Regions from separate parts of the Mus musculus genome. Here regions 2, 3, 4 and 5 are each linked to region 1. A link is a contact called in public Hi-C and HiChIP or PLAC-seq data. All regions are on one chromosome and are shown on one strand. The core of a region is the stretch at or near the end of the contact, and the rest is flanking DNA. Distances in the headings are between cores, read along the strand shown. Region 1 holds the start of Zfp148 (zinc finger protein 148). Region 2 overlaps Slc12a8 (solute carrier family 12 (potassium/chloride transporters), member 8). Region 3 overlaps Slc12a8 (solute carrier family 12 (potassium/chloride transporters), member 8). Region 4 overlaps Slc12a8 (solute carrier family 12 (potassium/chloride transporters), member 8). Region 5 overlaps Slc12a8 (solute carrier family 12 (potassium/chloride transporters), member 8).

What was found. Hi-C and Micro-C count contacts between places; a contact is called where the count stands out from the background. HiChIP or PLAC-seq counts read pairs in DNA pulled down with a chosen protein or histone mark.
Region 2: a contact with region 1 is called in an H3K4me3 HiChIP or PLAC-seq map of embryonic forebrain, with 4 times the contacts expected there. The contact joins the enhancer-like site here to the promoter of Zfp148 in region 1. A contact is called at or near these places in 4 of 39 promoter capture datasets (the 3T3-L1 cell line, hippocampal neurons, pre-B cells and 1 more), 6 of 115 datasets of contacts at active chromatin or transcription factors (embryonic forebrain, embryonic hindbrain, embryonic midbrain and 3 more) and 1 of 9 other capture datasets (adipose tissue).
Region 3: an H3K4me3 HiChIP or PLAC-seq map of forebrain shows a contact between it and region 1, with 5 times the contacts expected there. The contact joins the enhancer-like site here to the promoter of Zfp148 in region 1. A contact is called at or near these places in 5 of 39 promoter capture datasets (the 3T3-L1 cell line, hippocampal neurons, macrophages and 2 more), 3 of 484 Hi-C or Micro-C datasets (double positive thymocytes, nephron progenitors and uterus), 10 of 115 datasets of contacts at active chromatin or transcription factors (bone marrow-derived macrophages, embryonic basal ganglia, embryonic forebrain and 6 more) and 2 of 9 other capture datasets (adipose tissue and pancreatic islet).
Region 4: a contact with region 1 is called in a Hi-C map of cerebral cortex, with 2.4 times the contacts expected there. The contact joins the enhancer-like site here to the promoter of Zfp148 in region 1. A contact is called at or near these places in 4 of 39 promoter capture datasets (the 3T3-L1 cell line, hippocampal neurons, macrophages and 1 more), 10 of 484 Hi-C or Micro-C datasets (the HL-1 cell line, cerebral cortex, cumulus cells and 6 more), 6 of 115 datasets of contacts at active chromatin or transcription factors (embryonic basal ganglia, embryonic forebrain, embryonic midbrain and 2 more) and 3 of 9 other capture datasets (adipose tissue, liver and pancreatic islet).
Region 5: a contact with region 1 is called in an H3K27ac HiChIP or PLAC-seq map of the HPC-7 cell line, with 9 times the contacts expected there. The contact joins the enhancer-like site here to the promoter of Zfp148 in region 1. A contact is called at or near these places in 10 of 39 promoter capture datasets (the 3T3-L1 cell line, the HPC-7 cell line, HPC-7-derived erythroid cells and 6 more), 5 of 115 datasets of contacts at active chromatin or transcription factors (the HPC-7 cell line, embryonic stem cells, neural tube and 1 more) and 2 of 9 other capture datasets (adipose tissue and pancreatic islet).

The regions. Positions count from the first base shown.
Region 1 is chr16:33,378,256-33,383,359 of GRCm38.p6, forward strand. It overlaps Zfp148 (zinc finger protein 148), which reads left to right and starts at 2,520. Exons shown (of 9, transcript NM_011749.4): 1 at 2,520-2,772. 1700007L15Rik (RIKEN cDNA 1700007L15 gene) reads right to left here and starts at 2,481. Exons shown (of 2, transcript NR_045709.1): 1 at 2,261-2,481; 2 at 1,599-2,124.
Region 2 is chr16:33,604,081-33,609,184 of GRCm38.p6, forward strand. Slc12a8 (solute carrier family 12 (potassium/chloride transporters), member 8) reads left to right here. Exons shown (of 13, transcript NM_134251.3): 6 at 2,086-2,173; 7 at 4,065-4,152. Among named protein-coding and RNA genes, the nearest start is that of Heg1, 78 kb to the right of the region's middle. Within about 2 kb of position 1,946, at least 73 of the 459 cell types and tissues checked have an H3K27ac peak or open chromatin away from gene starts, as enhancers often do. A contact at or near this core is called in embryonic forebrain, where this site is marked.
Region 3 is chr16:33,578,386-33,583,489 of GRCm38.p6, forward strand. The region is part of intron 4 of Slc12a8 (solute carrier family 12 (potassium/chloride transporters), member 8); the gene reads left to right. Among named protein-coding and RNA genes, the nearest start is that of Slc12a8, 63 kb to the left of the region's middle. Within about 2 kb of position 2,431, at least 94 of the 459 cell types and tissues checked have an H3K27ac peak or open chromatin away from gene starts, as enhancers often do. A contact at or near this core is called in adipose tissue, extraembryonic endoderm stem cells, forebrain and 1 more, where this site is marked.
Region 4 is chr16:33,557,841-33,562,944 of GRCm38.p6, forward strand. The region is part of intron 4 of Slc12a8 (solute carrier family 12 (potassium/chloride transporters), member 8); the gene reads left to right. Among named protein-coding and RNA genes, the nearest start is that of Slc12a8, 42 kb to the left of the region's middle. Within about 2 kb of position 2,666, at least 194 of the 459 cell types and tissues checked have an H3K27ac peak or open chromatin away from gene starts, as enhancers often do. A contact at or near this core is called in adipose tissue, cerebral cortex, embryonic basal ganglia and 5 more, where this site is marked.
Region 5 is chr16:33,529,206-33,534,309 of GRCm38.p6, forward strand. The region is part of intron 1 of Slc12a8 (solute carrier family 12 (potassium/chloride transporters), member 8); the gene reads left to right. Among named protein-coding and RNA genes, the nearest start is that of Slc12a8, 14 kb to the left of the region's middle. Within about 2 kb of position 2,181, at least 18 of the 459 cell types and tissues checked have an H3K27ac peak or open chromatin away from gene starts, as enhancers often do. A contact at or near this core is called in the HPC-7 cell line, where this site is marked.

The DNA of each region.
Region 1 (5,104 bases), core at 1,270-3,769:
TGTGGGCACTACGTAACAGGCTCCTGCCAATCTGCTGCTGTTGATGGCTCTCCATAGTTTTATATCACACCATTGGGAGAAGCTGGGTGAAGAGATAAAGGAGTTGTTTTGCCCTGTATTTGTAACTTCGTATAAGTGTACAGTCATTTTAAAAATTTATCATTAGGGGTGCCCCTGTGGATGTTAAGAGGACAACTTTGGGGCTGGAGAGATGGCTCAGTGGTTAAGAGAACCTACTGCTCTTCCGAAGGTCCTGAGTTCAAATCCCAGCAACCACATGGTGGCTCACAACCATCTGTAATGAAATCTGATGCCCTCTTCTGGTGCATCTGAAGACAGCTACAGTGAACTTAGACATAATAATAAATAAATCTTTAAAAAAAAAAAAGAGAACAACTTTGTGGAATTGATTCTCTCCATCTACTTTTAGTGTGAGTTGAGCTCAGGTTGCTATCTTGTGAAGCAAGTGCGGTCACCTGCTGAACCCCCTTGCTGATCCTTCATTTGTTTTAAAGAGTTATTTTTATTCATGGTGTGTGCTTGTGCATATTATCTGCCATGTGTGTGCAGGTGCTCTGGAAACTTGGGCCCTCTGAAAGAGCAGCAAGTGCTTTGAAATGCTGAGCCATCTCAGACAGGGTTTCTCTGTGAAGCCCTGGCTGTCCTGGAACTTGCTCTGTAGACCAGGCTGGACTCTAACTCAAGTGATACCCCTGCCTCTGCCTCCTGAGTGCTGGGATTAACGTCACTACCTTATGGCTGTCTCTCATTGTTTTAAAGTGGGTGAGTGGAAGAAATTTAAGATGGAAAGGAAGCAAGCTGCGTGGCCAAGACTGGTATTGGAAGGTAAGCAGCAGCAGTCTGGATAAAAAAAATGGACCAGCAAGAATTTCAAGAGCCTTCAATCACTCTTACTTTGAAGGCATGGTCAGTAGTCTTCTCCACTCTGCCCATTTTAGATGGTTGTTTCTTCCTTGTCTTAATTCTCTTCAGAAACAAAGAGATGTATTCCTAGTGGCAACCCTATTCATCTTAGTCCACTGGGTGTGACCCTAGGCTTTTAGCTCTTTCTAGTTATTAGCTTTACCACAGCTTAAACCTAAAAGTTAGCTTCTTGGCTGCCAGAGGGTTTTTTTTTTCTTCTCTTCCCTTTTTAAAAATACATCTGAATTTGATGTCACTGCAGTTGCTAGAAGTTGCCAGAAGGCTGTCCTCCAGCTAACTGTCCCTTGCTCTAGCTTGTATCACGGTTTTGTTACAATTAGCATTCAGAATATGCACTGTCATCTTATTAAAATTTATATTTTTTTAGTGGAGAAGGTTCAAGTAGAGTTTATTGTGAGGCTGTGGGCTCATCCCTGCTTTTCTTAGTTAACTGTGTTTGAATTCAGCTGAACTTCTGAGCCTCAGCTACTTCAAAAGGCGTCGCGGTTTACTAAGGTTAACGCCTGAGGGAATATTAACCTTGCAGACAGTAATCTAATTCAGTGTCATCACAAGTGCATAATGCGGGAGTTTGGAGTTTGGCCAAAAAGCCTATTCAAATGAACATTCAAGGGGTGGGGAGGTGGGTGTGGACAAGGAGAGAATTCCAGAAATGGTTATGTAGATATTTTAATGTCCTTTCCCTCTCACCTCAAAGGTTATGTTTAAGTATTGCAGAGAGGTGCTAAAATAAAGCCTTGAGATTGTGAAACAGAAATCCTAACGAAGGTGCTCCATCTCTCAGGAAGTTCCCAATAACCCGATCGACATTCACTGGGCACATTAAGTTAGCTGACCTTGTACTACTGTGTGGGCACAAAGGTCATTAACTGTAAGCCCTCCCTTTGTATAGGCAACTAAAGGGCCTTGGTGTTAAATGAGGGCGCTCCTAAGAAACCAGGATTTAGTGAAGGTCGTCGAAGGGCTGCCAAAAGATGGCTCAACTAAGCAATCTTAGGTATGCAGAGATTATAACCAAGTCTTTGCTGACATGCAGACCGTGGTTTGGGCCAACGAAGTCCTGACTGGGATCTCTTGCTTTTTCTCGGTGCCCACATCCTGCATCGCGGTTTGCAGACTCCAACCAGGTTTTCTAGTTTCAAGGGTGCAGGGTAGCATCTTCCGGAAAAAGAGGAGAGGCTAGGTAAGAGAATAAAAGAAAGATCCAAGAAATCCTGGCTAAACCCTTCATCGACGTTCCCGCCCCTTCCACTTCCCAGGGCCTGGGCCGCTATTTAATCCCCATTTTTCACTTCTCGGGGTGCCAGGCACGCACCCAGCCTCAAGGGGAGGACGTCCCTCTCAGTGGCTTTCCCAGCTCCCATCAATTTCAAAGCGTTTTCCTCTCAGGCCCATCAGGGGGACCCCCAGAGCGGGGCCCAGCTTTCCCGGCCACGCCGCGCTGCTGACACGCAGGCGCCAGAATCAAAGCCACGCTTGGTCTCGCAGCCAGGTCTCCGCGCCAAGCGAGGGCCGGCGGCCCGGAGCGCTTCCTGTGTGCGATGCTTCCCATAATGCACCGCGCCGGCAGCGGCGGCGACCGCGGCGACGCTCTAGCCGCGCCATGTCTGCCTCTCGACTGCTCTGGGAGGAGGAAGAGAAGGAGGAAGAGGAGGAGGAGGAGGAGGGGGAGGAAGAGGAGAAAGGCGCAGGGGTGGGAGCTGTCGCCGGAGCTGCCACAGCAAAAGTTCTCTCCCCTCCCCCTCGCCCTCCTCGTCGGGCCCGTGGGAAGGTCGGAGCCGCCGCCGCCTGCAGTCAGTGACCGCGCGCCTCGGCGCCAGCCCCGCGGTAAACGCTCGGCCTGGCAGGCCTGGGCCCGGGAGGGCGGGGGAGGGGAGGGGGCGGCGCGCGGTCGGGGGGGGGGGAGCGCGGCGACGACGGTGTGACCCGCAGGAGCGGCGGGCCGGCCGGCCGGGGGGCGGCCCGGGAGGCGGCGGGCGCAGGCCGCGGGGAGCGCGGGGCTGGGGACGCGAGGATGGTGGGTCGGGGCTTGGAGAACGGAGAATGACGGGGGCGGCGGAGGCGAGAGAGCGGGCGGCCTCCGAGGCCTGCGGCCGGTGTCGGGTAGGAAGGTGGGATGCACGCGGGGAGGCCTCGGGGTGCCAGGCTGTGGGCGACGAGGCCGGCCAGACCCTGGGGTTCTCCGCCGTCTTGGTGCAGTGCTTTCTGCACCGCAGGCCTCGGTCGCCGCTGCTGCCTCGGTGTGCTCGTTGGCTGCAGGGAAGGGCAGGGGCTGGTGAAAAGGGGATTGCTTGCAGGAAGCCGAGTAGGAGTGCGAAAGGGGAGAAAGGGGCCGGAGGGGAAGATGCCGGATAGGTGGAGGAATGCCGGGGGTGGCTGTGGAGCAGTCTTGAGGATTCTGAGGGTGTTCATTGTGCAGATACGTTAGGTGTTTCATTATGGAAAGAACCGAAGCGTTTCCAAGGCAAGGGGAAGAAGGCTAGAGTAGTTTCTACGGATAGAAGGAAGAGCGTTTGAAGCCAGAGGAGTGCTAAATATTGGAAAAGAAGCAGAGAATGCATAATAGAATAGACAGATGTAGCATAATTATCAAATGCTGGCCCAAGGTCTAAAGAGTTATTCCAGATGGGCCAGAGTGGCCTAGTTCGGAACCTGTTTGGGCTCTTCAGTAGATGACATCCGGTAAGTGTGGGTCCCCGCTTGGTTGGGGGTCATTGAGAATTTAGTCACTTAGCCTGTAGATTGGTTTGAGACATTTTAGTGCCGCACTAGTGAACTGAAAAATCTTTGAAAGAGACCTTGAGAAACCGCCTGGCTTCTGGGCATTCTTGAGGCCACGGAGTTGAGAATTTTAGCAGATTTGGAGTATTGTCTGTTACCGGAGGGTGGATGAACACCGTCCTGGAAGACGGTGGAATAGGAATTAACGTGGCCTGGCGGTGTTCTTCTTCACTGCCTAGCTTATATGGTACCACCAGAAGAGCTGGTGCCGTATTTCAGCCTAGGTTGCAGGACATAGATTGTAATTGTCCGGGTCAAGAGTTGGTGCATTCTAGTCTGGTCTTTGAAGGCTCCATTTGTCTAGTTCTATACTTCGGGTTGGCGGGAGATCCTTTTCCATTCACAGTTCCGGGTGTACTCTTTCACGGAGGCATGATGTTATTAAAGAAAATAACATCTGCAAGCAAAATGTAGGCAGAGCATCTAGAATATCTGTTATCTTAGCTTATAAGGAGGTCAGGAGTGGTTGTAATGCCTAAGGAAATCTGAAGTGACAGGATGAGTCGAGGTCTCATGAGGAGGGACAGTCCCTATGTTAGGAAACCAAGTTCTGCACTCCCTGAATGCACAGTAGACCACATTTTTCAAGAAGGAACACTGGGTGAGAACAGAGTCTTGTCCTTTTTGTTTTGTTTTGCTTTTTTTTTTTGAGACAGGGTTTCTCTGTAGTTCTGGCTGTTCTGGAACTTGCTGTTGTATACCAGGCTGGCCCGGAACTCAGAAATCCACCTTCCTGTGCCTCCTTAAAGGCACAGCCCGGCTAGAACAATGTGTTAAATTCTATTTGGATAGTGGTCACCTTTTGTTATTAAGAGAAATTACATAATGTGTTGTGGTATCATTTCAACTGAAGGGAAGACGAGTATGTTAAATGTGACAGATCTTTTTCATGGCAGTTGAAGGAAAAGAGAATAATGGGGAGGATGGGGTAACATTCGGGAGAGGGGAAGGAAACTCAGGTATATTCATTCCTTTTTCTTTCATTATAATTTTTCTTATAGAAATAACTGGATTTTTTTATTTTTAAAAAAACTTGGAAATTTTCCGGTTAGTGCATTTAGATTTGCTCACTTTTAAAAAGATTTTTTTTTTTTTTTTTTTGGTTTTTCAAGACAGGGTTTCTCTGTATAGCCCTGGCTGTCCTGGAACTCACTTTGTAGACCAGGCTGGCCTCGAACTTAGAAATCCACCTGCCTCTGCCTCCCAAGTGCTGGGAGCAAAGGTGTGCGCCACCACGCCCAGCTAAGATCTTATTTTTATTTATGCATATGTATTTGTCTATGTGAACATATGCCATGGATGTGAGGGTAACCAAGGAGGTTAGAAGAGAATGTTGGATCCTCGGGAGCTGGGATGACAAGCATTTTTGAACTGACTG
Region 2 (5,104 bases), core at 696-3,195, 230 kb after region 1:
GAAAATGCACCATGACCTTGCCTACAACTTGATCTTATGGAGGCATTTTCTTACTTGAGGTTCCTTCCTCTTGGATCACTAGAGCTCATGTCAAGCTGACATAAAACTATCCAGTCCATTTGACTTATATTTCCCAGTAACAGTCCATCACTGAAGGAACTCAAGACAGGAACCTGGAGGGAGAAACTAAATCAGAGACCATGGAGGAATGCTGCTTACTGGCTTGCTTGTTAGCTTTGTCATAAGCTAGGCCCACTGGGTATAGGGATGGTGCCGCCCACAGTGGGCTGGGCCCTTTCACATCAGTCACCAATCAAGATCATTCCTCACAGACGTGTCCTCAGGCCAATCTGATTGAGACAATTCTTCAGTCGAGGTGGCTCTTACCAGGTGACTTCAGGTTGTGCCAGGATGGCAGTATAGACTGTCCAGCACAGTACCCTTGGCAGAATCACTAGGACGAAAATGTATGCAGATCCAAGTCTTGGCCCGGCATTCAGGGTTCTTTTGAAGTAGAACCCTGTGACTTTCTGGCTTCAAACTTCCCCTCGACTCGGCATCCCCTGGGTAAAGCCTGGCTCTGCAGTTTACTGGATGTGAGCCTTTAGGCTGCTTCAACCAACTTCTTTAGGAACTTTTCTATAGAATGAGAAAGTCATTCCACTTTTCGGATGTGGTTGTTTTAAGGGTTAAACAAAAATAAAATTCGCATGAAGCTCTTACCCAGCCCTGTAGGCTGAATGTAAGTCAATAGTAGTGGTATCAAACCCATGACATCCCTGAGTCCACTAAAATCTCCTTCAGGGACACTTCTGTCTTAGTTACTGCTGTGAACAGACACCATGACCAAGGCAACTCTTATAAAGAAAAACATTTCATTGGGGCTGCTTTACAGTTCAGAGGTTCAGTCCATTATCATCATGGCAGAAAGCATGGCAGGATGCAGGTAGACATGGTGCTGGAGGAGATGAGAGTTCTTCATCTTGATCCACAGGCAGCAGAAAGAGAACTATGAGCCACTGAGCCTGGGCTTGAACTTCTGAGACCTCAAAGCCCACCCTCACAGTGGCACACTTCCTTCAACAAGGCCATGCCTACTTTTAAGAAGGCCATACCTTTTAATAGTGGCACTCTCTATGGGCCTATGGAGGCCTGTGAGGGTCATTTTTATTCAAACCACTATGATGCTCCACATGAAACCATGTGTCCCTGCTGTGTCAGAGTTTCATGGCCACGTTCTCCATCACACCGAGTTGATTGAGCATACTTATGGGCTAGACTCTTACTCTACTTCAGAACACTTTGTTCTATTGAGTGTGTCTAGAGAGAAAGCATCTCCCTTCTCCTCAGCCATGCTATTGGTCCCTCACCAGGATGGATGAATTAATTTTCATTATCTTTTGGGAGGGTAGGGGATGGGTAGTTTCTTGAGGCAGGCTTCCTTTCACTCTGACTCTTTGGCTGTCCTGGAACTTGCCGTGTAGACTAGGCTGGCTTCAGACTCACAGAGATCCAAGTGCCTTTACCTTTCCAATGCTTCCACTGGGGTTCTTGGGACTTGAGGTAATACGGAAAAGATTTGCCAGAGTGTTCACCTCAGATTTTTGTCATTTGTAGCTCTGAACATGGCACCTGGTCCTGGCTGCTGGATGATACCTAACCCCAGAAGTGCTTGAACCCTCTGTGAATTAGTTGCTGAAGAACTCTGCAGGCCCTTTGATTCCCGCTGAGCCACTTGGGCACTGTCCCAGCTAAGCAAGCAGGCAGAGCTCAGAATGCCCCATCAGGACCTTTGTGTGGCTCTGATCACACCTCCCTCATCCTTAACACTTTCATGGAGTGATAAGATGCTTTTGTAGCAGGGAGGGGTTTCCTCCTCAGCGCACAATCCACAAAGGTCCCTTTCACATCCCTGTAGATGCCTCCCCAGTTGCCTAGGGAGATAGACAGGCGGCCAGCCTGCAGTCCTTCAAATGACAGCTTCTAGGAAAGAGCCTGGAGGAGAAGAAGGGACCACCCTGGGGAGAGCTCTTTGATTGACAGAGTACCCTGCCTCACTTCATCTCTTGTCTGGGTGTCTTTCAGGAGTCATGGCTGGCTTCAACATGGGAGGAGACCTGAGAGACCCTGCTGACAGTGTCCCCTTAGGCTCCCTAGCAGCTGTTGGCGTCTCGTAAGTTCCCCTCTTAGATTGGTCTGAGCTGGAGAATGGGAGAGAAAACCCAGGCAGAAGAGGGGGCTGCCCCTTTTGTTCTGAGAATGCCCTGGCTGTGACCAACCTATTTCGTATTCCAATCCTCCTTTTTACACTCGGTGGGCTGGAAAATTCACGTCTGGTGGGTTCTGATGCTGCCCTTTCACAGTCCTGCCTGAGAATGCTGTGGGAGGAGGGGGATCATGAATGCAAAATAATCCTTCCTTGCCCCACCCCCAACCACCCTGCCTCTTCTCCACCTTCTTTTGAACTTGGGGATTTTTTTTTTTTTTAATTCAGAGTTCCCAGGGTCATGGTGGGAACATGGGGATGAAGCATTGGGTAATCTCATAGACTAGCATCGGCATTCCATTTGTCAGCCTTCTGAGCTTCTATGAAAGGAGAGAGGGAGGGAGGGAGGGGAGAGAGAGGGAGAGAGAGAGAGAGAGAGAGAGAGAGAGAGAGAGAGAGAGAGAGAGAGAGGATGGGGATGTCTACATGTCATATGTGTACCGAATGAATGGAGGGAGATGCTACATGATGCAAGTAGCAGAAGCTCAGAGATGGGGCTCCCCCTCCCTCAGTTGCTGGTTTCTGGGGTTTTAGTTCCTATCACGCTGCTGTCACCTGACTAACAAGACCTTGAGTCTGGGTTTTTTGTTTTTTGTTTTTTTTCCTTCTAGAGTCTTCTGTTATTTCCCCTGTGTAGTAGGCAGGAGGGCACCTCTCTGCCTTCACTGAATAGGTGCGGAAATGCAGTGAGGTCATAGGCAGAAAGAACCCTGCCACGAGGAGCTGGCAGTGCCTGTGCTATTTTAATGACAGCACTTGAAAATGTTAAAATATCTGCCTGTGAATGCTTACTGACACAAGTCCCTTGCTGCCAGCCAGGCACAGGGCACCAGGCCGTGTGTATAAAAGAGGCAAGGACATTGTGAAGAGCATAAAACGATCAGGAAGAGCTGAGCATGAGAGAGGGGGAGAGAGGAGGTTCCACATGAGCACCTGTCCTGCTTTACACAGAGCTGGAAGTCAGAGGAGCCTTGTGTGTCATGGCCCAGCCGGGAATGGGCAGATCTCAGGGTCATGTGACTTAGTCAGCCACCCAGAACAGCTTGATGGCAGAGCCACTCTACAGCTTCACCTGTTAATTCTCCCCTCTGTGTCTTCATTTGCTTTCTGTTGCTGGACCTTGGGGAGGAAACAGTTAATCTCAGTATACATTCATCATGGCGGAAAGTCAGACTGGAGGCAGGAGCGGAAAGCAGAGATGATAGATGAAGGAATGCTGCTTACTGGCTTGCTCAGCTTGCTTTCTTACAGACCATCTGCCTAGGGATGGTACCACCCACAGTGGGCTGTACCCTCCGCTATCAATCCTTAATCAAGAAAATGCCGGCTATACTCACCTACGGGTCACAGGCCAATCTTACAGAGACATTTTCTCAGTTGAGGTTCCTTCTTTTCAGGTGATCCTAGCTTGTGCCAAGTTAACAAAAGCACTTAAGTACACTGTTGCCTGTGGTCTAGAGACCGGAGAGGTCCAACACATGACTGGGTAATTCTTCTACTGGAGGAAGATAGATGGACTGCAGGACAGCAGGTCAACCCTGGCCAAGTCCGGGAAGCTGGGCTTCCCATTTCCCCACTTCAATACCCTTTCTTAATATAAGATTAAAACCACTGCTACCTTGGTTTCTTTTGGCCAAGAAATACACTATAGAGTAGAAAGAGTACAAAATGCACCTTCCCAGGCTTCTCCATGGCTCCATGGCTGGCCTTCTTTCATGACTCAGGTTCCCATAGAAAACTGAGGCTTGGTGGGATTGGGGCTGGACAATATGGCAGCTCTTTCTCTTGGATTTTGCAGGTGGTTTCTCTACATCATCTTTGCCTTCCTGCTTGGTGCCGTCTGTACCCGAGAGGCCCTCCGCTCTGACTTCCTGATAGCTGAAAAGGTGGGTGCATCCTGTGCTGCCCAAAGGGCTTACTTGTTCCATGAACACCCAACACCCAACAGCCTCCTCTTGCAGCTCTGTCTGAGAATCTGTATTGCCTTCAGCCCAGGACCAAGTTGGAGGTTTTGGGTGCTGGCATATGGAGAATGTGCAACATCTCTCTGTGGATCCTCATAATGGCGTTCAGATTCCAGCATCCAAAGAGGGACATGAATTCAGGAGACTAGATAACAGGGTCATCTTTCCATGTCAAAAATCAAGACAAATGACAGGGTAGGTAGTCAGATGTTAAAATGCTTGCTGTACAAGCATGAAGACCCCAGTGGTCCCCCACAAGATTCATGTAAGATGCTGGGAGTGGCTCTCTGGGGCTTTCTGGTCAACCAGCCTACTTAGTGAGCCCAGGTCTCAGTGAGAGACACTGTCTCAAAAAGCAAGGAAGAGGGCTCAATGGACTAAGGTTCTTTCTTCGAAGCCTGAGGACCTAAATTACATCTCCCAGCCCACAAGCTGGAAGGAGAAAGTGGGAATGTGTTCTCTCGGCACACACGCTCCCCCAGGGCAGGGCTGGCATGGAGAAAGACAGGAGGAAGTCTCTCCTGAGAATCTCAGCAACTCTTGGTTGGTTTGGCTACAACATCTTTGTTTCTGGACTACAAACCAGGTCAGATTAATGAATTCCTTGAGTTCCACTGCTTCTTTACAGAATGGAGGTCATGTGACACCAAGGACACATATTTGGCTCTTAACCTCAAAAGAATTAGATTTTCTGAAGAAAAAAAAATCCCCTAAAACTCCTATGGTGCCCCGAGTTCACAGAATAAAAGCAGACTCTGAAACTCCCATAATTTTTAGAGAATGGTGGCCAATTAGGCCAGCGTTGTGAATTCCTGCACTGCTCTCTGGGGTAGAGCTGAGCACAGGAGGCCAGTGATGGGAAATCCTGACAGAG
Region 3 (5,104 bases), core at 1,181-3,680, 200 kb after region 1:
CTGACACTGAGACACCCAAACCTCTGCTTCTGATAGCCTCCTTGCCTGACTCCTTAGAACACCTGACACTGAGACACCCAAACCTCTGCTTCTGATAGCCTCCTTGCCTGCCTCTCCACTGCTGACACACCAAGCCCCCCCCCACCCCCCCCCGGTGTCAGCAAAGGGAGCCCAGGCTTCCACCTAAACTCAAGAACACACAGGGCTCTGTCCGTATCTGCACTGGACAGATAGATAACAGCAAGCCTAGCACTGATCTTTCCCTCCTGGGCTCTAGCCAGCCCTGTTCTGGGAATAGCCATGTCTGGGAGGTTATTGCTTCATAGCTGATTTCCCACTGGCCTCAACCAAGAAGTGCTTTTATTCCCTATTTCTATATGTGTAAAGCAGGCGGGAGCTGGGTCTAAATCAAGGCTGTGGGCTGTGATCTCTGAGGGGGCATGTGCAAAGAAATGGGTTCTTTTGGTTTTCTTTTTTATTGTGATAAAATATCTCTAAGGTGTGAGTTGATGTTTAAACCATATTTAGGTAAGCGATTCAGTGGGGTTAGCCACAGTCATCACTATATACAGCAGTCACCACCATCGGCTCCTGAAGGTTCCCTCACCTCAAATAGAAAACGAGTCCCCGGGCCCTGAGGAACTGTTCTGCCGTGTCTGGCTCTGAGTTTGTCAGGCTGGATGTTACACAGGAATGGACTCTTAGGACACTTGTCCTTTCACTTGGAGTGATGTTTTTAAAGACCACCTAAGTTGTAGTATGTCCAGTGTTTCATCCCTTTGTGTATGGTGTGAGTGAGTGTGTGTGTGTCTGTCTGTCTGTGTCCATCCATGCATGAGTCCGTGTATGCAGAGGCCAGAGGACAATCTTAGCTGCTGTTCCTCAGGTGTTGTCCACGGTGCTTTCGAGACAGGGTTTCTCACTGGCCTGGAACTCACCAAGTAGGTAAGACTGGCCAAGGAGCCCCAGGGATCTGTTTGCTCATCTCTGTTTCCCCAGTGGCAGGATTATAAGCGTGTGTCCCCACACCCCACTTTTAAGCATATGTGATTAGTGGGGCTGACGGATGACTCGGTGGTTAGAAGCACTGGCCGCTCTGTGTTGGACCTGGGTTTGGTTCCCAGCACTCAGGAGCAACTGTAGTTCCAGATGCAGGAGATCTGATGCCCTCTCTTGGCCTCTGCTGGCACCAGAACTTATATTTTCTCAGCTAGGCTGGAAGCCAGCAAGCCTCTATAACCCTCCTGTCTCCTCACCCTCATTGCTGAGGTTCTAGGCATCTATCTGCAGGGAAACCCAACTTGTGACAGGGATGCCGGAGGAATTTTGTTCTCATGACTGTAGGATAAGTTTTCCTGCCCTCTGAGTAAATTCTTTGGCTCTCTGCCTATTAAAATCTGGATTCTGGAGTGTTGAACTCAGGTCCCCTTGTTTGCCAGGCAAGTAGGTTACCAGCTACGCTTGCTTTCTAGCCACCACTTCATCCCTTTTCATGGCTGAATGATATTCCATTCCCCAAGTACACTACATTTTGTTTATGCCTTCTCCGGTTGTGAACACTTGGCTTGATCCCAAATGTTACTCTTAAGAATATTTTATGTTTTTGCATGTATCATGTGGTGAGACAGTATAGCCATACCAGAAAAATAGCTATCTGGTACATAATGGAAAAATAGTCAAATAGCCCCACAATAACAATACATATGATTGCTGCTACGGGGCCTGTGAGGACACATAGGGCTTGTTGAGTGGAGGCTTAGATTCCCTGGGTCCTGCCCTTACCTGACCAGCTGCCAATCTTGTGATATAGGACTCACTTTTCCTGGGCCTCAGCATCTCCATCTATAAAATGGGTGTCAGGGTAGAGTCCCTGGACCGTTCTCAGGTTCTGTGATGCTGCGCTGTCATCCATGAGATTCACTCTGTCACTGTTGTCTGTTTTCTGTGTTGCTGGGAATTGAACCCAGGGCCTTGTTCATGTTGAACACACGCTTTACCACTGATGTGCATACCCAGCTCCATGCCATGGGATTCTAGGGAGGCTTTCTGATTTGTTTCCTGGTTGGGATTGGCTTGGAGACTTGCGAGGCAGGAGCTGTGTGTTTCAGTGTGTCAGCCTGCTGCACAGCAGGAGTGTATCTCTGAGATGGTCCTGTGCACTACAAGGCCACTTGGCATCCTCAGCCATCTGCCTAGGGAGCATAGCCACATAGAAGTGGGGCAGGGGATGGACTTCTGGGTCAGAATTCCCCAGTGGCATGGAGCTGAGAGTGGGTAGCTAATTGGAGGAGGCTTGGGGTGGGGTGAGGGGTAAAATGGCTTAGAATTCTGTTGGGGAGGTCAGGTCAGAAGTTTAAGCATGGGAAGTGGATGCCAGAGGCAGGGACAGCCAGAAGGAGCAAGTGGTGACTGGGAGGAACCCACAGCTAGGGTGGAGACTTCCTGTCCAGCAGCCCCTTGTCCTGGCAGGAGAGCACATTCCTTTACCCCAGGAGATAAGAGGCCAGCTTTTCCTTTCTCAGGGAATCCTTCAGGCTGAGAGTTACACAGGCCAGGCCTCTGGGGGTGGGGGGTGGGTGGGGGAATCTGGGGCCACAGTGGGTGGGACCTCTCTAGTCCCCAAAGCAGGGCCCTAGTTGCCCCTGGAGCTCCTGGCTCCCTGCCAGGTCTCCCTGCATCCTTGGGATAGTTGTGAAGCCAGCACAGTGTTAGAATCTGCCCTGGGCCCCTCTCTCTGGGATTCCTACCTCACTGAGAAAATGTGCCAGGCTGTTGACAGCTTAAATGTCCAGCTGGGACAGCACTCCACATGGGATCTGGCACAAGCTTGGCTGCCCCAGTAGCTACTGCTTTCCTCTCCTTAAGGTGACGCTTTCTTCTTAGAGCCCAAGTCAGGCTTTGTCCTCATTTCTGGCATTTTTTTTTTAAAGATTTATTTATTTATTTTATGTATACGAATGCAGTGTAGCTGTACAGATGGTTGTGAGCCTTCATGTGGTTGTTGGGAAATTGTATTTTTAGGACCTCTGCTGGCTCCAATCAACCCTGCTCACTCTGGCCCAAAGGGTTATTTATTATTATACATAAATATACTGTAGCTGTCTTCAGACACCCCAGAAGAGGGAGTCAGATCTCATTACGCATGGTGGTGAGCCAACATGTGGTTGCTGGGAATTGAACTCAGAACCTCTGGAAGAGCAGTCAGTACTGAGCCATCTCTCCAGCCCCCAAGTACTTTTAAAAACAGAGGCCATTGGTCATAGAAGGCACAATTTGGCTGTTAGAAGCCATCTTGCAATAGGAAACGTTCAGCTTCCCTTCCACAAGGAAGAATGCTCAGCTCAGAGGAACCAGGCTGCTCTTTCAGAGTGTAGAGGTGGCAAGGGTTCAGTTGCTGGACACTTAGTCACTCCCCCATCAGAGCAGAGCATCTACCCCTCCTCCTCTGGCCCTTCATCCCCTTGGATGCGAGAATGTGTGTATGTGTGTGTGTGTATGTGTGTGTGTGTGTGGGGGGGGGTTGGTGGGGGTGTTACTGCTTCCTGGCAGCCTGTCCCGCTCAGGGTGGAGGCCTTCCCCAGGGACAGAGGAGGCTCCAGGCTGCTTTCCTTGGGTAATCTGGGTGGACCCTGCAGGCCCAGCCCCATTTCACGTTTCCCTTCTGGCCCCTGCTGAATGTCCAGCCCTCTCTTCATGTTTTCTCTCTGGGTGGAGTCTCAGACTTGGAGACCTCATTCACTCCTCCACAACCCCTCCTCGAACGACCAAAGTTACCAGGGATGAGGCTAGAGTGCAGGTTGAGGGCTGCTCCCAGCTCACTGCCCAGAGTTCCCTGGGGCCTCTTTCAAACCTGTCCTATCTCCTCTTTCTTCTCTGCAGGCCCATTAGCTGTACACACTGGATATGGTCTATCCTTTTTAGGATTTTCTTTGAGGCCACCTCTTACTCTGAAGCCAGCCTCGAACTCTTCAAGCACCTGCCTCAGTTTGAGGTCCCCGGCAAGCCCCACCACATCCAGCTCAAAACACTCTTACTGGACACCTCTAATTGTCCTGGGCAGGGGGAATCCATCATATATGGCCTTGGCAGTATCTGGGGTTTCTCTTCGTTTGACTCTTGCGTCTTCTAAATATTCTGCTTCTGTCCTGCACACTAGTGTCCTTCGTGGTTAAAGTGGCTCGGTCTCTGTAAGTTTACGTGTGCATCCTGTGGGGTCTGAAAAAATGATGTTTCTCTGGAGTCATCACCACCTCTGGCTCTTACAATCTGCCCACATCCTCTTCTTCATAGAACTCCTAACCTTGGACGGAGGCGTTTGATAAAGATATCCCATTTAGGACACAGTGTTCCAGAGCCTCTCACTCTCTGGATGGTGTCCAGTTGTGGATCTTCTTGTCGTTGGCTCTCATCTACTGTAGGAAGAGGCTTCTCTGATTGGATGGAGCGATGCTCTGATCTGTGGATATAGCAAGGTGTCATTTTATTGCTATGTTGTTGTTATTGTTTTAGCAGAATAATAGTGTTATGTTTTCGCTAGGGACCATGACCGAGGAAGCCTCAGGTTCTTGAGCATGGTAGCAGTGTCACACACGGGAATGTACCAAACGCCACTCCTAACCAGGAGCTGTTTGTAATTGATTACTTTCTGGGAAAGAAACAACAACAACAACAACAAAACAACAACAACCCAGTTTTCTCCAATGGTGTGTCACTAGGAATATCAGCCACATTCTAGGTAGGCCTCATGCCCAGGAATTATTGGACAACATAAAAGTCTCTGTGGTCTTGGTTTGCGTGTGTGTACTTTTTGTTTTATTGTGGTATTTTTTGTCTTACTGATTTTTTTCTTTATTTTTATCTGTTTTGATTTTGTGGTTTTGTTTGTTTTCCTTATTTTGTTTTTGTGTTTTATTGAGAAAGAGAGAGAGAGAGAGCGAGAGGGAGAGAGAGAGAGAGAGAGAGAGAGAACACAAAGTTGGTTGTGGGGAAGAATTAAGATAGAGAAAAGAATATGATTAAAATATATTGTATGAGAATTAAAAAAAATACAAATTTTAAAAATGGCCCAGTCAAGCAGACCATACCCCTGCCCTTCTTCCCTCTT
Region 4 (5,104 bases), core at 1,416-3,915, 180 kb after region 1:
CCTGACTTTCCTCACCACCTCTGTCCCTGGCCACCAGGTTATTTGCCATGTAGGCTGGCAGCAAGGGTCCCTCTTTCTTTCCCGTCTTGTCTTTCCCTAGCACACACCTCCCCCTAAGACACAGTGTGGGACTGTACAAAGATGAACAGCATGACTGTGTAGACATGACACTCTCAAACATTTGTCTCAAAGCCCCTAAAATGCCTTGGGGGGGGCACTCATATTTCATGTATATAAGACGAGTCTCATGCCAAAACGATCATAATGCCATGAAAGTCAGGCAAATAGAGAGAAAATGTATTTTAGAAGATGAAGTAACACGAGGTACATTTTAATGCTAGTTTCTACATTTTTAAAATGAAACTGTGAACCGCCAAACATAATCCCTTGGTTATCCGGGCAGGCATTTGCCAAGCTTCTGTGACAAGCCCACATGACCATGGCGCACTGCTCCGCGTGGTGTCTGAGTCAGTCAGCGGGACCTGGGATAGGCTGGTCTCCAGCAGGCAGAATCCAGCAGGCAGAAGCTGCTCCGTGAGGCTGGGGTCTTGTATTTGGCCGATGAAGGGCAGAGTCACAGCATGGGAGCTAGGAAAGGCTCCAGCGATCTTGCCTGCTTCTGCTCTCAGCTGAGACGGCTCTTCCTGAGCTTCCATTGAGCTCTTGGTCGCCACAGGACCTTTGCTCAACTCTGATTCCTGTTTGCTAATTTGTTCGTTTTGGGTTTTGGTTTTTGCAGGGTCTCACTGTCCAGGCAGAACTAGAACTCACTCTATAGCCAAGGATCCTCTGGAACTTCTGATCCTCCTGTCTCCACCACCCAGCTGCTGGTCTTAAAGACATATCTTGTCACGCCTGGTTTTATCTATGACCCATTTTGCACATTGGTCATGTACCTATTTGAAATAGCCATTTTTCCTTGATTCTGTGAAATAAGTCCTTTGCTCTCTTCTTGGTCTTCCTAGTCCTCATATGGTCAGGGGAGCGTGGAACTCAGTTCCCTGCTGTCAGTGATCAGGGGAGCACAGAGCTCAGTTCTCTACTGTTGGTGATCAGGGGAGCACGAAGCTCAGTTCTCTGCTGTCAGTGAGTACTCTGGGATTTCTTCATCATCACCGTTGCCCTGCTTCATCTGCCTCCCTAGAGTTCTCCAACCCAGCTTCCATATTGCCAGTTCCCATGGTCTACACACCATCTCAAATTAAAGTCAAACACCCTCTGGCCCTTCATTCATTATCTCCATTTTTCTACTTTTAAAAGTTAGGATTAATCTAATTATCTCTTAAAAGTAGAATTGTCTTTTCTTCACTGACAAGTTCTTATGTGTGAGTAATATATCTTGGTCATATCCACCCCCAAGACCCCTTCTAACAACCCTGAGACATCCCCGACACATCTTCCTCCCACCCTCACATCCGCTCTGGCTTCTGTATTGCTTTGGCAGCCCACTGAAGCCAGTTGTTACTTTCTGTTGAGTGGTGACTCCTGACTGTGTTGGCCTGGTCTTCTGCCGGTGGCCATAGCTGCTGTGGGTTCCCGAGTGTATTGATCGTGGCATGTCCAGAGGACAGTGCCCACAGTGCTCCTCCCCACCCACAGTACTCCTCTACACTCACAGTGCTCCTCCACACTCACAGTGCTCCTCCCCACCCACAGTGCTCCTCCACACTCACAGTGCTCCTCCCCACCCACAGTGCTCCTCCACACTCACAGTGCTCCTCCCCACCCACAGTGCTCCTCCCCACACCTGGGGCCTTCAATTCTTTCTGCCTCATCTGAGATGGTGTCTCAGCCTTGAGGGTGGGATGGAGGTCACATAGCTGTCCCATTTAGAACCGAGGACTCACTCAGTCATCAGTTCAGTCTCTTTGACCAGTTATGCGTCTCTGACCAAGATTACAGGGAGCACTGGTCTATATGTGTCACTATTTAGAAAGAAGCCTGACAATATGTCCACTTAGCAAAACCACACTGTGACAGATGCTGGGCAGGGTTGCTTCCCACCTCAGAGACGCAGAAGCAGCAGTCTGGAGAGAGGAGTAATTTCTAGGAACCCAGGCTTCTGCGGTCAGCCCCTTGCTGGTCTAGCAGAGAGGCAAAAATCTGAGTTATCAGACTTAGGTTCCTGTGTAAGGCCTATGCCCTAAGGCATGGACTTTTGCCTAGGTTTATAGTATATACGTGAGCTCTGTCCTGTGGAGCAGGGTGAACACGAACATTCTGGCTGCTCCTCTGGAGTGTGAAGTCAGCCCACATGGTGGCTAAGAAGGACAAGGCTTGGATCTTTCAGAATTGCTCAGCACTGGCTTACAGAGACAGGCAGTACATATTTGCATGGAGAGAGCCCACGAGGAAAGGTAGCCAGACTGCATGGCCTTTTTTGTCCCTGCAGGAGCGGTCGGCTAGTCTGTAGCCGCCATAAGGGAGGCCTCCATGCCCTTACTGTGAGACCCCTGTCTTGCACCCCATTTTTAGCACCCTGCTTCAGTCCTGGAACGGGAACAGGGGCCAGGTTACCACTGTGGCATTACCTTCCCAACCAGCTCCTGCCCCTTGTGGTGGACACCAACGCTGCAGGCTTTGTCTCCAAGTGGTTTCCAGGCTGTGGGGCAAGGCCTGCCTGGAGGGCCGGCCTTGCAGTGCCCTCCGTGGCCTCTGTGTGGAGTTGCAGTCTGTGTTCTCTCGGGACCTCTGGGCAGGATACCTCGCCCCAGGGCAGCTCACTCAGCCCTTCTCCCTTCCACAGTCCTAGGAGGAAACACCCACTCCTGTGTGTGGATTGCTTCTCCAGAGCTGGTGTTTATGTTTTTGTTCACCAAGGACTGTCATGCACACACTCTCAAGTGACACTGGACAGGGCTGGGCAGGGTTACTTGAGAGATGCCGAAACAGCAGCCGGGAGAGGGGACGTTGGTTCTGAGAGCGCCGCTGTGCAGCTAGCTCCCAGCTGGTCCAGCAGAGAGAGGCAAAGTCTGGGAGTAGGCAGAGAACTATTTCAATGAGGGCCTGACTTTCATTCCAGCCTTGGTCCCCATGGCCCTGCCTGCCCCTAGCAGTGCTGGCAGAGTCCGAGGGAAGCAGGGAACACCCTAAGCTCTGGTTCAATGCTAGACCTCTGTCCACCTGTATTTTCAAACTGCATGGGGTTGGGGATCCCTGCCCGGTGTCCTCTGCTCCTACAGGCTTCCGCATGGCCTTCTTCAGAGATGGGCAGTGAGGTGTAGTGTGGGACAAAGACTATGGGTCCCAGTGTTCTGCTCCCAGAAACCTGGGGATAGAAAGTCCCCTAACCCATTGGTCTGGAGTGTGCTGAGAGCATAGCGCCCATCTTTGTTCCAAACCTCTCACTTGACTGGTGCTCAGCCAAGGCTTGAACTCACAGATCTTTGCTGTGTGTGTGTGTACATATGTACGTATTTGAGGAACCGGGGAGAGGGACACTCTATATGTATTATCCTAGTCACCCTTGAAACACCTAGTGGGGGCCGTGAGGTAACAATGCCCACTTTATAGACAAGGGAGTGGAGACTCCAAAGAGCTGGTCCAATTTTCCTAGATTGTGTAGTAAGTGGCTTGGCTAGTATGACCTCAGAGGCGCCATGTGCCATCAGGTAGAGGTAGGGTCTCTATACTGCTTCCATTCTTTCAGATCAAGAGGGTCTGAGAGCCTGAGTTCTCAGCCAGCCTTCTCTTGTGGGGGTCAGATGGTCAGAGCCAAGCCCCTAGAGGGGTAAACAAGAGATGAAATAGAAGCCTGTGAACAACACCAGGCAGGGTGGTGACAAAGACATGCTCTCCCAGTGCCACTAGGAACTGAGATCTCGGACAAGCTCAGCCAACAAGTGCTAGATTCAGGTCCAAAGTCCGGCAGGTTTATTGTCAGGCCACCGAGGTCACTCCCCACGTAGCCTGCCTCTCACCCCTGGGTTCTCCAGCAGCTGCCTTCTTCCTGGAAGGCGGGGTGATACAGCAGGTGGCTCCACACTGGTCCTCTGCATTGAGCCCGAGGGCAGTCCCACCTCAGCGTGGGTGAGCATTTCTGCCATTCCTTAGCATAGTTCCCTGACAAAGATGCCAGCTGAGAGTGGGCAAGGAGCACAGCTGGGTCAGGGTAGCAAGCCTGCGGGATCTGAGGCCGCGGTAGAAGGGGCATGGTGAATAGCCTTTATTTTTGAGACAGCATCTCATTGTGTAACTCTAGCTGGGTCTGGATTAACACTATGTAGATCAGGCTAACTTTGTACTCAGAGATCTACCTGCCTCTGCTTCTGCCTCTGAGTGCTGGGATTAAAGGTGTACCACCAAGATGTTTTTATTATTATTATTATTATTATTATTATTATTATCATCATCATCATCATCATTATCCTATCTTCTGTTTCTCTTTTATCTCTCCCCATACTTGACTTGCCTCCCTTTCTGGTTTCCTTCCCTTCTCTCTTTCCTTCTATCTTCATGATTGGATCCTTGAAATGAACCAGTGTATGGGAGTTTTTGGCCTAGCCCAGATCATTCATTCCTATTGCTGTCCTAAATCCTCTTGGTACCCTTTTACCACTAAATATATATGTTAGTGTGTTTAGCCGAAGATGTGACCCCTGTGACCCCTGTGGACAAAGGTAATGAGCAGCATTTGGGTGACTTGGAAGCAGGCATTGCGGATGATTTAGACTTGAGGAGTGTGGTCATTCATTTATATTGGATCTCAGCAGATGCCATTCACCACGGAGGGCTAGTGTGACAAGTTCTTGTTATAGACACTGGGACAGAATCTGGAAGCTCATGGATGCTCAGGGAGAGATGAAGTTGGGCCTGCCTGGATGCCCTTACCTGGTCCCTCTCTTCAGAACCCTCATTTGCTTTGACAGTGATCTGAGGCACACGGCTGGGATGTCATAGTGGGACTGAGGCTTCAGAAGAGTCCCAGTTGCTGGAATTGTCCCTTAGGTGGCTTGTCACAACAACGTGAATGCTCTGGGGGATAGGGATAGATACTGTCACGTCTGTGTCACCCAGCACCGGGCTAAGGCCTCAGGCAGGGTTTGAGACTCTGTTAATTGGGCAAATGAAGGAATCAGAATGTGGAGAGCCCTGGGGAAAGGTC
Region 5 (5,104 bases), core at 931-3,430, 150 kb after region 1:
CCAGCCAGTTAGTTTACTTGAGTTCAAACTTAAAAGTCAGGTTCTCTAAAATGGAGTCTGAACTTAAAAGATTTGGCCTCTCGGTAGCTGTAGGAGCAAAAGGGTCTTGGGCCTGCATTCTTGTGGCTGCCTCTGGCAGAGTTGTTGTCTTACTCAGCTCACTGATGCAGGAAGGAGAGTACTTCCATGCTTATGGTGGGACAGTCTGTTTCACAGAGAAGAACTGTTCTCTCAACTGAAAACCATGGTTATCTCAGCATTGGGTACAGAACAGAGTCGCCTGGGAAGAGGGGTCTTCAAGTGAAAAATCACCCAAATCACACAGGCCTGTGTCTGTAAGGCAGCATTTTCTTAATTCCTAATTGGCGTGGGAGGGCCCAGCTCACTGTGTGTGCTGTTCATCTCTAGGCAGTTGGGTCTGGGCTATAAATGAAAGGTAGTTGAATAAGCCAGAGAAAACAAGCCAGAAAACAATGTCCCTCTGTGACCTTTGCTTCAGTTCCTGCCGGATGATGGATTGTAAGCTATAAGCTGAGACACACCCTTTCTTCCCCAAGCTGCTTTTAGTCATGGACAGCAACAGAAAGACAAACTGGAAGGGCAGAACTTGCTCCTCACTGGGTTCCTTCCGCTCAGCCGGCATCTCTGCTTCCCAGTGTACCCTGCACGAGGACCCCATCCTCGGCCACTTCCCCTTCCTCAGCCTGCACGTCTGTGTGAACCACTGAGTGAAATTCTATTTCTGGACTTGACGGTCCTAAGCTGAGGACAACTATGTTCTAAAGGCAGTTACCAACAGCTGAGATCAGAGCACCCCCTGACACTTTGAAAACAGCCCGGAACTGGTTTAACATGGACACTTCTCATCCTAGCCTCCTTTCTCATCCTTTTCTGTCCCCCTCCAGACACGGGGAGGAATCACTAGGGAGTTGAGAGCTGACATTGCGCTCCCCTCCACCCCCCTGCTGTGGGTCTGCTTCTGTTGCAGATGGCTGCTGTGCCCCTTATAATACCCAAGCAGGCAGCTGCTGTGCTGGTTGAGGGGTCTGGACCACACCCTCCTGAACAATGGCACTGTGTGTGTGTGTGTGTGTGTGTGTGTGTGTGAGGCTGGACTAGGTGCAGATGCTGGTGCTTCTGTGGGGTGCCTGGGAGACAGTGTATCACTCCCACAGAGTCTGAAAAGTCACCTGGGGGATTTGTGGTACTTACAGTCATTTTATGCTAAGGGTCTCTATTCTATCATCTGTCTCTTTTGCTGTTTGTCTGTCTATCTTTGCTTTCACTAGGTTTTAAGAGGTCTTTCTCCCTAAGAACACTGGAATTGCAATGGTGGTCAAATCCAGGTAGTTCCTACCCACTCTTTGGTGAATAAACTTTAGTGATAGTCTTTGATCACTTTGCTTAAAAACAAACAAACAGAACCCCAGCAATACCCTGGAAGGTTCCTCACACCAACATCCTGAAACACACAGTCCTGGCTCGGTCACCCAGACATTTTATAGATGTTCTGTTTCCTTTCTCAGGGTAAAAAGTGACCTACAATAGACATAAAGCACTCTTCAGGCTGATATGCTAGAGTGGGAGGTCAGGAGGCTTCCCACAGCCTTCAGACTTGAATCACAGTCACACACGCATTCACAGGGTAGACCAGATGGACACAGTGAGACCCAGAGCATTAGGATCTAAATTTAGGGAAGGAGAGAACACATTGCCTTTAAGCAAGTATGGTATATGGTAAAGTACACATCCCACAGTCTGGGCACCCATTGGTGCCCCAGCTGGAAGACTTAGGGCAGCCAGGCATTTTCTTAGCTTTAGGCAGCACCATCCGGCCTGTCTCCTAAGGCACTGTCTCCCAGGGCTGTGAGGAATGAAGCAGAGCTATTAACTCTTCCCACTGCTGAGGGCTACTGCTATTACTGACTCTAATAATAATAATAATTATAATAATAATAATAATAACAGACCCATGACAGGCCCTGACAGGAGGCTCACACAAGCAGAGACAGGAAGTTGGGCTGTGTCCTGCATTTTGAGAGACTGGGATCCTAGTCAACAATCTTGGGGTCACCTGACCCTGGGTAATGTAGGTCAAGGACAGTCTCGGGTGGCAGAGTCCTTGCTCTGAGCTCCGTCAGTCACTGGCTTTGAGGCCCTCCTGCGTTTGTGGTTTGTGAAAGACGGAAGAATCAGTAATGACTAAACAGACGTCAGCAGAGCGGAGAACCAGCAGTCAGGGCTGACCAGAGTCTCACAGGGCCTTCTGCATCGCCAGTCTAATTGACTCCCTAGTTATTTCTTGAGACCTTCTCCTCCTCCCTTCCCTCCCACGCTCCCATCTCTCCCTCCCTCCTCCTTACCTTTCTCACTCCTTTCTCCCCCTCTTCCTTTTCCCTTCCCTTCTCTCCTATAGCTTTCAAAATTAAGTTTTATTATATTTGTGTGTGTGTGTGTGAGAAAGACAGATGGACAGAGACAGAGAGACAGACAGAGAGAAGGGGGAGGCACATGCCATGGTACACATGAAGGTCAAAAGACAACTTACAGGAAACAAGTTTCTCCTTACGTTGTGGATCCAGGCATCAAACCCAGGCCATCAGGTTTGTGCAGCTGTTAACTGCTGGCCCCAAATTTAAAAATCTTTAACATAAAACATGTACATATGTATGAGGTGCAATGCGATACTATTTAGATACACGATGGATGATCATATAGAGGTGGTTAGCACATCCATGTCAAACACAAGTTATTCTTTGTGCTGGAAACCTTTAAGCTCCTCTCTCTGAGCATGTGTAACAAATCTTTGCAGACAGTAGTCACTCCTGGTGCTATGAAACACTCCAGCTAGTTCCTCCTCCCTGACCTCCCAATATCCAAACTCCATCCCTTCCTGCCCGTCCTCCCTCCATCCCTCCCCTGTCCTGTGCTTCCTCCCTCCATTCCTTTTCCGTCCCTTCCTCTCCCTCCCCTCCCCTGTCCTTCCTCCCTCCATCTCTCCCCTGTCCTTCACTGCCTCTAGTGAGCAGGACTCACTTGAAGGCCCTTTCATGGTCTATTAGTGTGGGCTAGGGAGAAGGAACAACCTTTGGGCTCTTTTGTTTTAAGCACTGTTGTCTAGCTTCGCCTGAGGTCACTGGTGTGACTTTTCAGTCATCACAGAAACAGGCCCTGTACAGGTCTTAGATTTTTCTCCTGCTTCTTGCTTCTTTTTTCTGCCTTCTCTTTGCATTTATAAATAATGCACTTATCTTTGCATTTATAAACCTAGAGTTGGGGGGAGGGGCAAAATTTCAGGCTCCAGCAATTCGAGTCTTGGCTACCTGCTCCGGTTAAAGAGACAACGGTGAGAAGCAGAAGTTATTTAGTCAGTCGGATACACTTGGGAGACAAGGATCTCAGGGTCTAATGACTCCAAGGCCATCTTTGGAAACAATGATCTGACTTTTAGGTTTAAACAGAGAAAGAAAATCCTCAGAGCAGTCTGGCTCTAAGATAATCACTCACACTCCAGGGTGTATCCTCAGCACCATGGGTTATCCCCTTCATCTGAAGCCCTGTGAAGAGCTACTGTTGCTTGAATTCAAGGTGGTTAGAGATTTAGGACAATTAGTTACTTCTGTGCCTTCATCCTTGGAAGAACACGGGTTAGACACTCCTTGAGTGATTAACACACCTGCAAGGGGGAACAAGTGACCCCTCAGTAAGAAAGTCAGACTCAGGTGAAGGCAGAAGTGCCAGGCGCTCTCACCTTCTGGTTCCCAGTGAAGACTCAACACAGTTGATCAAATGCAGCTTCTAGAGCCTGCTCTGGCCACGTGTGCTCGCCTGCTGCAGACACTGCACGGGACTGCACCTTCCTCTCTCCTGTTCTGCTGAGGGTCCTTAATTGTTGCCGCATGGTTTTAGGGTACCAGGGACTTTACTGATGCCCAAACTTAGATTAATTACTCAGCCCATGCAAAAGCAAGTCCCAGTATGAGCGGCTACCGACTTTGTTATGTTATTCTAGTATCGCACAAGCTTTTGGTCATTTTAGTAATAGGTTTCCATTTGAGGGCTTGTCTTAGGTTTCTGTCGCTGTGATAAAACACCATGACTGAAGAATTGGGGGAGGTGTTAACAGTTTATTTCATCTCACAGCTCCACGTTACAGTATGTCTTAGTTAGGGTTTTACTGCTCTGAAGAGACACCATGACCACAGCAACTCTTACAAAGTTGAGGCTGGGGCCAGCTTACAGGTTCGAAGGTCCAGTTCATTATCACCATGGTGGGAAGCATGGCAGCATCCAGGCAGACATGATGCTGGAGAAGGAGTTGAGAGTTCTACATATTGATCTTTGGGCAGCAGAAGGGAACAACTGGGTGTCACACTGGGCAGAGCTTGAGCATAGGTGACCTCCAAACCCACCCCACAGTGACACACTTCTTCCACATCTCCTAACTGTGTTACTCCCTATGGGCCAAGCATTCAAACACATGGGTCTATGGGGTGGGGGGAGGGGGGCGCTTTTCTATTCACACCACCCACAGGTTGTCACAGAGGGAAGTCAGGGCAGGAACTGAGGCAGAAGAGGCATGTAACTCCCTTATTTGCTCCTAAGGGCCTGCTCAGCCTGCTTTCTTATAGCACCTGGGCTGCCTGCCTACAGGGGTTTGGACCCTCCACATCGATCATCACTCAAGAAAACACCCCACAGGCTTGCCTATATCCTATAGGCTAATCTGGTAGGTGAATTTTCTCAGTGGAGGTTCTCTCTTCCAAAATGACTCGATCTCGTGTCAAATTGACATAGAAACTAGCTAGCACGGGGTTCAGAGATACTATTATTATTTTTAAATTAGAAAAACTATCAGAAACCCCCACTGAACCAGTCGATTCTGAGATAAGCAGCAGAGGCATGCTTGCAGACCCTAGGCTCTTGGAAAGAAAGGAGGCGTAGAGTCACCATGGCAGGCAGGGTTCAGGCAGAGAAACAAATGACTTGGGTCTTTTAAACAGAAGAATCTTGTGACAGAGGTATGGGAAAGGCCAATGAAGTGAAAAGTGTCCAGTCATCATCAGAAGGAGCGAATGCTAGGCGCTGCCCTCATCTGGAAGAC